Regions from separate parts of the Mus musculus genome. Here region 1 is linked to region 2. The links are chromatin contacts, called in public Hi-C maps. All regions are on one chromosome and are shown on one strand. Each heading gives the region's core, a stretch centred on a gene start, on an enhancer-like site or on the middle of the called end of the contact. The rest is flanking DNA. Distances are from core to core; before and after follow the strand shown.

Region 1 (4,252 bases), core at 879-3,378, 69 kb before region 2:
GAAAAACTGACATCCTATGGAAGAGCAGCAGCAGCTCTTAACCACTGAGCTACTTCTCCAGGCCTGCAAAGTTGCCTTTTCAGAGAATGACAGCACTCAAGAATGAAGACGCTCAAACCAAGCCATATGATGAAGAGTTTAAGGAACAGGCCATATGTTCTCCAAGATGGTATTGAAGAGGGACTACTACCTATCCTGCCTGTGGAAGAGCTCTGGTGGCCCCATGTAAGTTTCTATACAGACTATCTTTCTTCTAGATGCCATGGTGATTCTAAACTCACTTAAGTTATTCCTGAACAGTGAGGTTTACTCAGAGTACCCACATTCATGGGATACCTCGAGTCAGCCTCGAGGGCAGGAGCCCAGACAGCTCCCCAATATGTTCTTCTGTATTAAAGACTTCACTTCATAGCTCAGTCTCCTCCTTTTCTGTCCCCACTCCATAGCTCTATTTGTCTGCAAATGGCTATCAGTAAGCAAGTCTGCACAATCACTCAGGTCCAGTCCCAGAGGTAACTCTTTCAAGGTGCCTTGGCTCTTCTAACAGATGCACTTCTGGCTCAGGGGCTAAGCTGCACCACACCAAGGCTTTTGGCTGTGAATGGACTGTGCTGGGGACCCTGATCCAGTCCAGGCAGATGCTGGCACCTGGTTTGCTGCCTAGCTAGCAGGTGTCAACTGGTCAAGAGTCACAGACTTCTAACTCCTTCAGTTTGTTTGTTTGTCTGGCTGTCCAGGAACTCATTATGCATACAGAGTTCTGTTCTTGCCTGCCTCTGCCTCCCATGTGCTGGAATTGAAGGACGGGACACCACTGCCCAGGGAAGGATACATTCTTAAATACTGAGTACTGCCTTTGAAATACATTTTCCACCATTTTATTCTACTGTTTTATTCTGTTTTTATTATGTCTTGTTTTATGATAGGCTCTTGCTACATGGTCCAGGCTGCCCTTAAACTCACAATCTTCCTAGTTCTACCTCACAAGTTTTGAGCTACAGAAGTGAACCATCACACATTGTTTCATTCCATTTTCAAAAGAGGGCTGGAGAGGTGGCTCAGCTGTTAAGAGCACTGACTCCTCTTCTGGAGGTCCTGAGTTCAAATCCCAGCAACCACATGGTGGCTCACAACCACCCATAATGAGGTCAGATGCCCTCCTCTGGTGTGTCTGAAGACAGCTACAGTGTACTTACATATAATAAATAAATCTTTAAAAAGAAAGAAAGAAAGAAAGAGAGAGAGAGAGAGAAAGAAAGAAAGAAAGAGAGAGAGAGAGAGAGAGGGAGAGAGAGAAAGAAAGAAAGGAAGGAAGGAAGGAAGGAAGAAAGAAAGAAAGAAAGAAAGAAAGAAAGAAAGAAAGAAAGAAAGAAAGAGAGAAAGACTCAGCTGGGTGGATGTGGCACAGCTTTAATCCCAGTGCTCAGAGAGCAGAGGCAGGTGAATCCCTGAGTTCAAGATCAGGATGGTCTACAGAGCAAGTTCTGGGACAGCCAGGCCTGCACAGAGAAACCCTGTCTTTAAAAACCTAAAAAAAAAAAAAACAAAAACAAACAAATAAAAAGAGAATGTCCAATAGCTACATCAGCACCTCTACTTCCTCACAAAGTGCTTTTCCTTGAGGAAGGCCCCCTATTTACCCAAGGACACTGCCCTTCAGAGAGGTAGATAGGATTGACACTTGAAGCCACTGTCTCCTTGTGGTTCTATGAAATTCCTGAGCTAGCACTAAAGCAGACATGCTTCCCAGGTGAGTGCAAAGTGGGAGGAAGATGCTCAGGCCATGGGGATGGAGAGAGCAGACAAGTGAAGGGGGTGGGGACAGAAAGCCATTGGAGGGAGAGCCAGCCAGGATCACAGGACAGCCAAGAGCTGGCCCTCCACCCGGGAGTCAGTCTCTAGTGTGAACGTGGATCAGGAGTGTGGAGACAGCAGAAGCCAGTGCTGGGCTAGATAGGGGAACGCCTAGATCTTTCTCCAGAGTGTGAAGCCTTGGGTTCCTTTACTGCCGGCCACAACCCCAGTTTGAATACTTAACAAATTCTTACCTGCTACATTGTCATGGCCTCTGACAAAACTGTCTTTCTGAGGTAACTGTGGGAAGCTGCAGCCACACCTACTGCAGGGGAAGGTGAGTCATCTTACAAGGACACAGTGTTCCCCGGGAAGTTTGAAAGCCCGCCTAGAGGACTGCCTGTAACTTGTAGAGTCACGTGGCATTCCTCCCAGGCCCAGTTAAGCTGCTCCAATTTGTTATGGAATATTCCTTTGACAGTGTCTCAGATAAAGTTTTTTCACACATCTCTCAATTTGGGACTAGTGAGAGGTAGACAGATTATCCACAGTCGGCTACAGAGTGGGCTTAGGAGTTCAGGCCCAGCTTGGGTCTGGTGCCCACTTCTAATCTGAGGATTAGTGCTTGATTCCCTGCAGAGGTGGGGCAAAGCCTGTGCTAGTTGGCTGCAAAGGTCCCAGATAAAAATCTTCAAGGTGGGGGTGGTATGAAGAAGAAAAACAGCCGAGGAATAACTCAACAGAAAACCCTACCTTAAATCATTATCCTATTCTGGAGTTTGAAGATTCAATGGGTCATTTTAAATAAAAACAAGAACATCCTAAACTGAGGGATTGGGACTAGTTTAAATTGGACAATGAGAAACCTAAAGTGCCCTTTCAAGGATATTATTTGCCCTATAAAAACAGAATGTATTTGTTCACGGTAAACATGTCAGAACAGCGGCGGTGGAGAGCAAGTGTTGACTGGTCCCTGTCCAATCTGCCAACTCTCAGATAAAGCCTGGGCTCCGATAGGTGACACACTACCATGCCATTCACAGTGGGGGGCTTTTCTCATCCATCATTTCAGCACCACACATGAGAGTCTATCAAATTTTCAAGACAAGTGCTGTTCCCCTGACACGTGGTTGATCCAGAGTTGGGGAGGCTCCATTTGACAGCAATGCTAAAGTCATTGATTCCTGGCTTGTACCACAGAAGTGAGCGGTCCCAGGGCCGAGGGACAGAGTGACCATATTAAGGCTGGGTGTGGTCACTCACATCTTTAATCCCAGCACCCAGGAAGCAGAGGCAGGTAGATCTCTGAGTTCAAGGCCAGCCTGACCTACATAATGAGGACAGCCAGGGCTACATAGAGAGACCTTGTCTCAAAACTGAAGTTACAATTGATTGTGAGGTCTGAGAGCCAAACCTGGGTCCTCTGCAAGAGCAGTAAGTCTTCTCAACTGCTCAGCCAACTCTCCTCAACTGCTCAGCCAACTCCTCTCCTCAACTGCTCAGCCAACTCTCCAGCCTCCTGATTTTTTTCCTTTTAATTAACTCACTTCTTTTCTCCGAATCGACTATCTTTGAATAAAATTATTAGTTTCTCCCAAGTCTCCTGAGTGAATTTTATCCATGAATTTATAGCTTTGAGGAGCCCACTTTTCTTAAATTAATTGAAATACATAACTATTAAGAAGAAAGTTGACCTTAAAAAAAAATAAGAGAGAGCTAAGTAGATTTTGTGTAGTCATGAGTGAGGGCAGGCTGTGTCTTAGTGAATGCCACCCGACTCTAGGGAGATTTCTGGGAGTCAGTGAAACCTAGCCAAGAGTGCCTGATTGATCTGTATAGCAGGTCTGTTGATGCCAGTCCTGTCAGTAATTGGCTAATCGATCGTGAGCCCGTCATTACTGCAGTGTCTCTAGAAGTTGGACTAAGCACACTCAGAGTTCCCAAGGTTTGTTCACAGGGCCTGGTGCCTTGGCTGGATGTGCCAAGAGCGGCGGGCATCTAAGTGCAAGTCGTTTCCTGTGCTTGTTCCCTTGGGGATGTTACAACGCTTCCCCTCCGTCCGTTCTCCCCTTGCAATGGTCAGAGAGCATGCCTCTCAGACAGTGCATGGAAGAAAAGTCCCCTTTCATGAAAGTGCGATGGGTAGAAAGCTCAGTCTTTGAAGAAAGGGGTTTAACTCTGTTGCCCTACACCTCCCTGGCTCTCAGCTTCTGTCTTTCAAAAGACTCGAGCTTACAGCTTAACTAAATCCCTTCTGCTTCTGTCTGCTTGGAGGACTATAGAGGTAACTTTCCAGGACAGTACTCTCTCACACTCTATGGGTACAGATCTTTTTAAATTTCACCAACTCTGTCTGAGGCAGAATGGCATGAAGATGTGGCATGAGCTTGTGGCCCAGGGTGGCTTTGTTGCTCAGTCTGTCTCTGCACAGGCTTGGTATTCCCAAGTGGAAGCACAA
Region 2 (3,839 bases), core at 1,233-3,732:
GTGGTAGATCAAAGACTGCTCACCCACAGGGGAGGGAAGTCAAGAAGAAATTGGGAGGCTCTCTGAGACTAGACACAGAGTTACAGCCACAATCTGAAGTAATTCACAATATGAAATGAGAATCAGGAAAGGATGGTACAACCATTGTGGGAACTATTACCAGAGACAATACAGTAACTCAACTTAAAAGTTTAACTTCCTGGTTCACTCATTAGTTACAGAAGGAAAATACTTTTGTTTGTTTGAGATCAAGTATTACTATGTAGCTTGGACTAGCCTTGAATTCACAGAGATCTGCCTGCCTCTGCCTCCTGAGTACCGGGATCAGAGGTGTGTGTCACTACAAAATGGTTTTCTCCTCCTCCTCCTCCTCCTCCTCCTCCTCCTCCTCCTCCTCCTCCTTCCTTTAGTTTTTTGAGATAGGGTTTCTTTATGTAGCCTTGGCTGTCCTGGAACTTGCTCTGTAGACCAGAGTGGCCTTGAACTCAAGAGATCTGCCTTTCACTGCCTCCCAAGTGCTAGAATTAAAGGTGTAAGCCACCACTGCCTGCCTGTCCACCCCCTTCTTTATAAAAAATAAAATAAACATTGTAAGCTGATAAAGCAAAGTCTAAGACACCTGTTTGCAACAGTTAATTTCCATTGCTAGCTACTTGACATCCAGAATCACTTGGACAGACATCTGGGCATGCTTGTAAGTCTCCTTTCCTTCCTTCTTTCCTTCCTTCCTTCCTTCCTTCCTTCCTTCCTTCCTTCCTTCCTTCCCTCTTTCCTTCCTTCCCTCTTTCCTTCCTTCCTTCCTTTTTAGTTGTGAGTACCCCTGTGTGTCTGTGTTTGGGAATGTGCATGTGAGTGTAGTCCCTATCATGGCCAGAAGAGGGGATCAAATCCCTTGGAGCTAGAGTTACGACATCAGCTGCTGCCCATACTGAGGTCGTCCGGAAGAGCATGGAGCACTCTGAAGCATTGCACCATCTCTCGGGTCAGGGATTGCTTTAATTGAGTTAGTTGAGATGGAAACAGCCACCCACTGTGGGTAGCACTGTTCCCTGAACAGATTGCTTGAAAGAGAGAGAGCTGTGTGAGCACCAGAGTGTGCAGAGTGGTCTTAGTCAGGTTAATATTGAGTGACTGGGGACTCAGTTTAAACTAGCTCAGCTATACACTGGTATTTAGTTCACTGACAGGATAGGCTAGGGTGTGGCTACAACAGACTTTGTTTCTTCTTCCTTCCTTCCTCCCTCCCTTCCTTCCTTCTCTCCCTCACTCCCTCCTTTCTTCCTTTCCTCCTACCTTCCCTCCCTCCTTCCTTTGTTGCTACCTTCCCTCCTCCCTTCCTTCCTTTCCTCCCTCCCTTCTTCCTTCCTTCCCTCTCTCCCTCCCTCCTTCCCTCTCTTCTTTCCCTCCCTCCCTTCCTTCCTTCCTTCTCTCCTTCCTTTGTTCCTACCTTGCCTCCTACCTTCTCTCCCTCTTTCCCCCTTCCCTATTTCCTTCCTTCTCTCCTTCCTTCCCCCCCCCTCTCTCCTTTCTTCCTTCCCTCCCTCCCTCCCTTCCTCCCTCCCTCTCTCCTTCCTTCCTTCCTTCCCTCCCTCCCTCTCTCCGTCCATCCTTCCTTCTTTCCTTCCTTCCTTCCTTCCTTCCTTCCTTCCTTCCTTCCTTCCCTCCTTCCCTTCTTCCTTTCTTGCTTGCTTCTCTGTATATGGAAGCTCCTCTTTTGCCTCCAAAGGCTGACTCATTCCATGTAGGCACCATGGCTGCTGAATACTTTCTGCCAGCTTTCCCAATCCAGCCATCTGGGACAGGAGTGTGCAAACTTCCACTGCCACCTCCCAGAGACCCACAATCTTAGAAAGTGTCATGGCTACATTAAAATGGGATGCTTGACTGGCCCCTATAACTACACTGTATGATTGAAATCAGGGAGGAGTTTCCTCCCGAAAGGTGTGTGTGTGTGTGTGTGTGTGTGTGTGTGTGCACGAGAGAGTGTGGTGTGTGTGTGCATGTGGATGTGTGTGTGTGTGTGTGTGTGTATGTGCATGTGGATGTGTGGGTGAGTGTGGGTGTGCATATGTGGGTGTGCATATGTGGGTGTGGGTGGGTGTGCACGCTCTCGAGAGAGTGTGATGTGTGTGTGCATGTGTGTGTGTGTGTGTACTCGAGAGAGAGAGAGAGAGAGAGAGAGAGAGAGAGAGAGAGTGTGTGTGTGGTGTGTGTGTGTGCATGTGGATGTGTGGGTGTGTGTGGGTGTGTGGGTGTGTGTGGGTGTGCACGAGCATGTGCACTAGAAGCCAACATATTATTCAAAACAACTTATTTCCCTGCTGTGTTCCCAGGCAGTGCTACGGAACTGAAACAGGACTGGAACTCTGCCCGCTGCCCTGCGAGACTTGGAGCACGTGTTCTCCACTCTCTGCAGAGACACATAAGTCTCATCTAAGGCTCCCTCTCATGAGGCCAGTGGAAAATGCATGGGTGTGACAGCATGTGCTCCTGGAATTGGTGTGTCATCAGAACAAGGAGAAAGTATGAGGAGGCGGGCGGAAGAGCACACAGGGATGTGTTGGTGGCCATTTCCCAGGCTTCTCAGGAGCAGACTGGCTGATTCTGTTACAGAGAGTTTCCTTGACTGCATGGCGATTTATATCTTCACTTCAGCTTCTGCCATGGAGAGCTCAATAAATCAGTGTGTGGTTTAATACAAGTTGCACACAAGGAACGGAATGAACGTTTATGACTGAGAAGGTAAACAAAAAGAGTCGAAGGCTTGGTGATCATACTTTGAAACTGCCATGCCGAGGACCAATTCCAACTTGAGGAGTGAAGGAGTGGCCCACAACTGTGGAGTGGGCAGAGAGGAGTCTCTCAGAATCCTGCTGGTGCTCCGCTGAGGAGCCTCCAAGTTGGGGGGTTGGAAGCAGATTGCTTTCTCCATTTTTCACTCTCCCCTCCACCCACAGCCACAGAATGTAGGCACAGAGGTGGTCTTAGAGTGGGTCCAGAGAGATGGCTCAGCAGTTAAGGACACTGGCAGCTCTTCCAGAGGATCGGGGTACAAATCCCAGCATCCACATGGTAGCTCACTGCAGTCTGTAATTCCAAGATCTTACACTCTCACATAGTCATACATGTAGGTAAAACACTAATGCACATACAAGAAAAGGTAAAATAATAATAATTATTATTTTATTAATAAAGATCCTAGAGTTAATTACTTTTTGATTCAGAGACACAAACACAAGGAAATGGCTATGTCTGTAAAGCAAGATGACCAGAGCTGAGAACTTGATCCCCCAGGATGTAGAGAAAATAAATGTCTTGGGGGTCAGAAGGTTAGGAAGTCAGAGTCCTTGGGAAACGGCATTTTTCACTTTCTCATCTGTGACACTTCAGATTTAAGCAGTCTTAAAACCTAGAATTGAAATAAATTGAACTTTGAAAGGTAAGTGAAGCCAGGTGGTGGTGGCGCACGCCTTTAATCCCAGCACTTGGGAGGCAGAGGCAGGTGGATTTCTGAGTTCGAGGTCAGCCTGGTCTACAGAGTGAGTTTCAAGACAGCCAGGACCACACAGAAAAAACCTCTCTCAAAAAAACCCAAAAAACCAAAACCAAACCAAACCAAAACAAACAAACAAACAAACAAAAAACAAAAAAACAAAAAAGGAGGAGAGGAGGAAGAAGAAGAGGAAGAAGAGATCTAGTCTACCAAAGCAAAACAAAAACAGTAGAAATCAACAGATTTTGGAATTAGACTTTTAATTACTTAACAGTGAAATGGGTTTTAAAATAGTGAATTTTTTTTTTTTTTTTTTTGATGATCTCTCTATGTAGTTCTGGCTGTC

Evidence for each region. Hi-C and Micro-C count contacts between places; a contact is called where the count stands out from the background.
Region 1: a Hi-C map of colorectal tumor organoids shows a contact between it and region 2, with 1.7 times the contacts expected there. The contact joins two enhancer-like sites. A contact is called at or near these places in 2 of 15 datasets of contacts at CTCF or cohesin (both in embryonic stem cells), 17 of 484 Hi-C or Micro-C datasets (the AML12 cell line, the NIH/3T3 cell line, colorectal tumor organoids and 9 more) and 5 of 115 datasets of contacts at active chromatin or transcription factors (embryonic limb bud, embryonic stem cells, pancreatic cancer cells and 1 more).

The regions. Positions count from the first base shown.
Region 1 is chr15:37,190,872-37,195,123 of GRCm38.p6, reverse strand. No RefSeq gene overlaps it. Among named protein-coding and RNA genes, the nearest start is that of Gm41303, 5.7 kb to the left of the region's middle. Within about 2 kb of position 2,128, at least 43 of the 459 cell types and tissues checked have an H3K27ac peak or open chromatin away from gene starts, as enhancers often do. A contact at or near this core is called in colorectal tumor organoids, where this site is marked.
Region 2 is chr15:37,123,089-37,126,927 of GRCm38.p6, reverse strand. It overlaps Gm41302 (a long non-coding RNA gene), which reads left to right. Exons shown (of 3, transcript XR_875170.3): 3 at 2,334-2,901. Among named protein-coding and RNA genes, the nearest start is that of Gm41301, 11 kb to the left of the region's middle. Within about 2 kb of position 2,482, at least 15 of the 459 cell types and tissues checked have an H3K27ac peak or open chromatin away from gene starts, as enhancers often do. A contact at or near this core is called in colorectal tumor organoids, where this site is marked.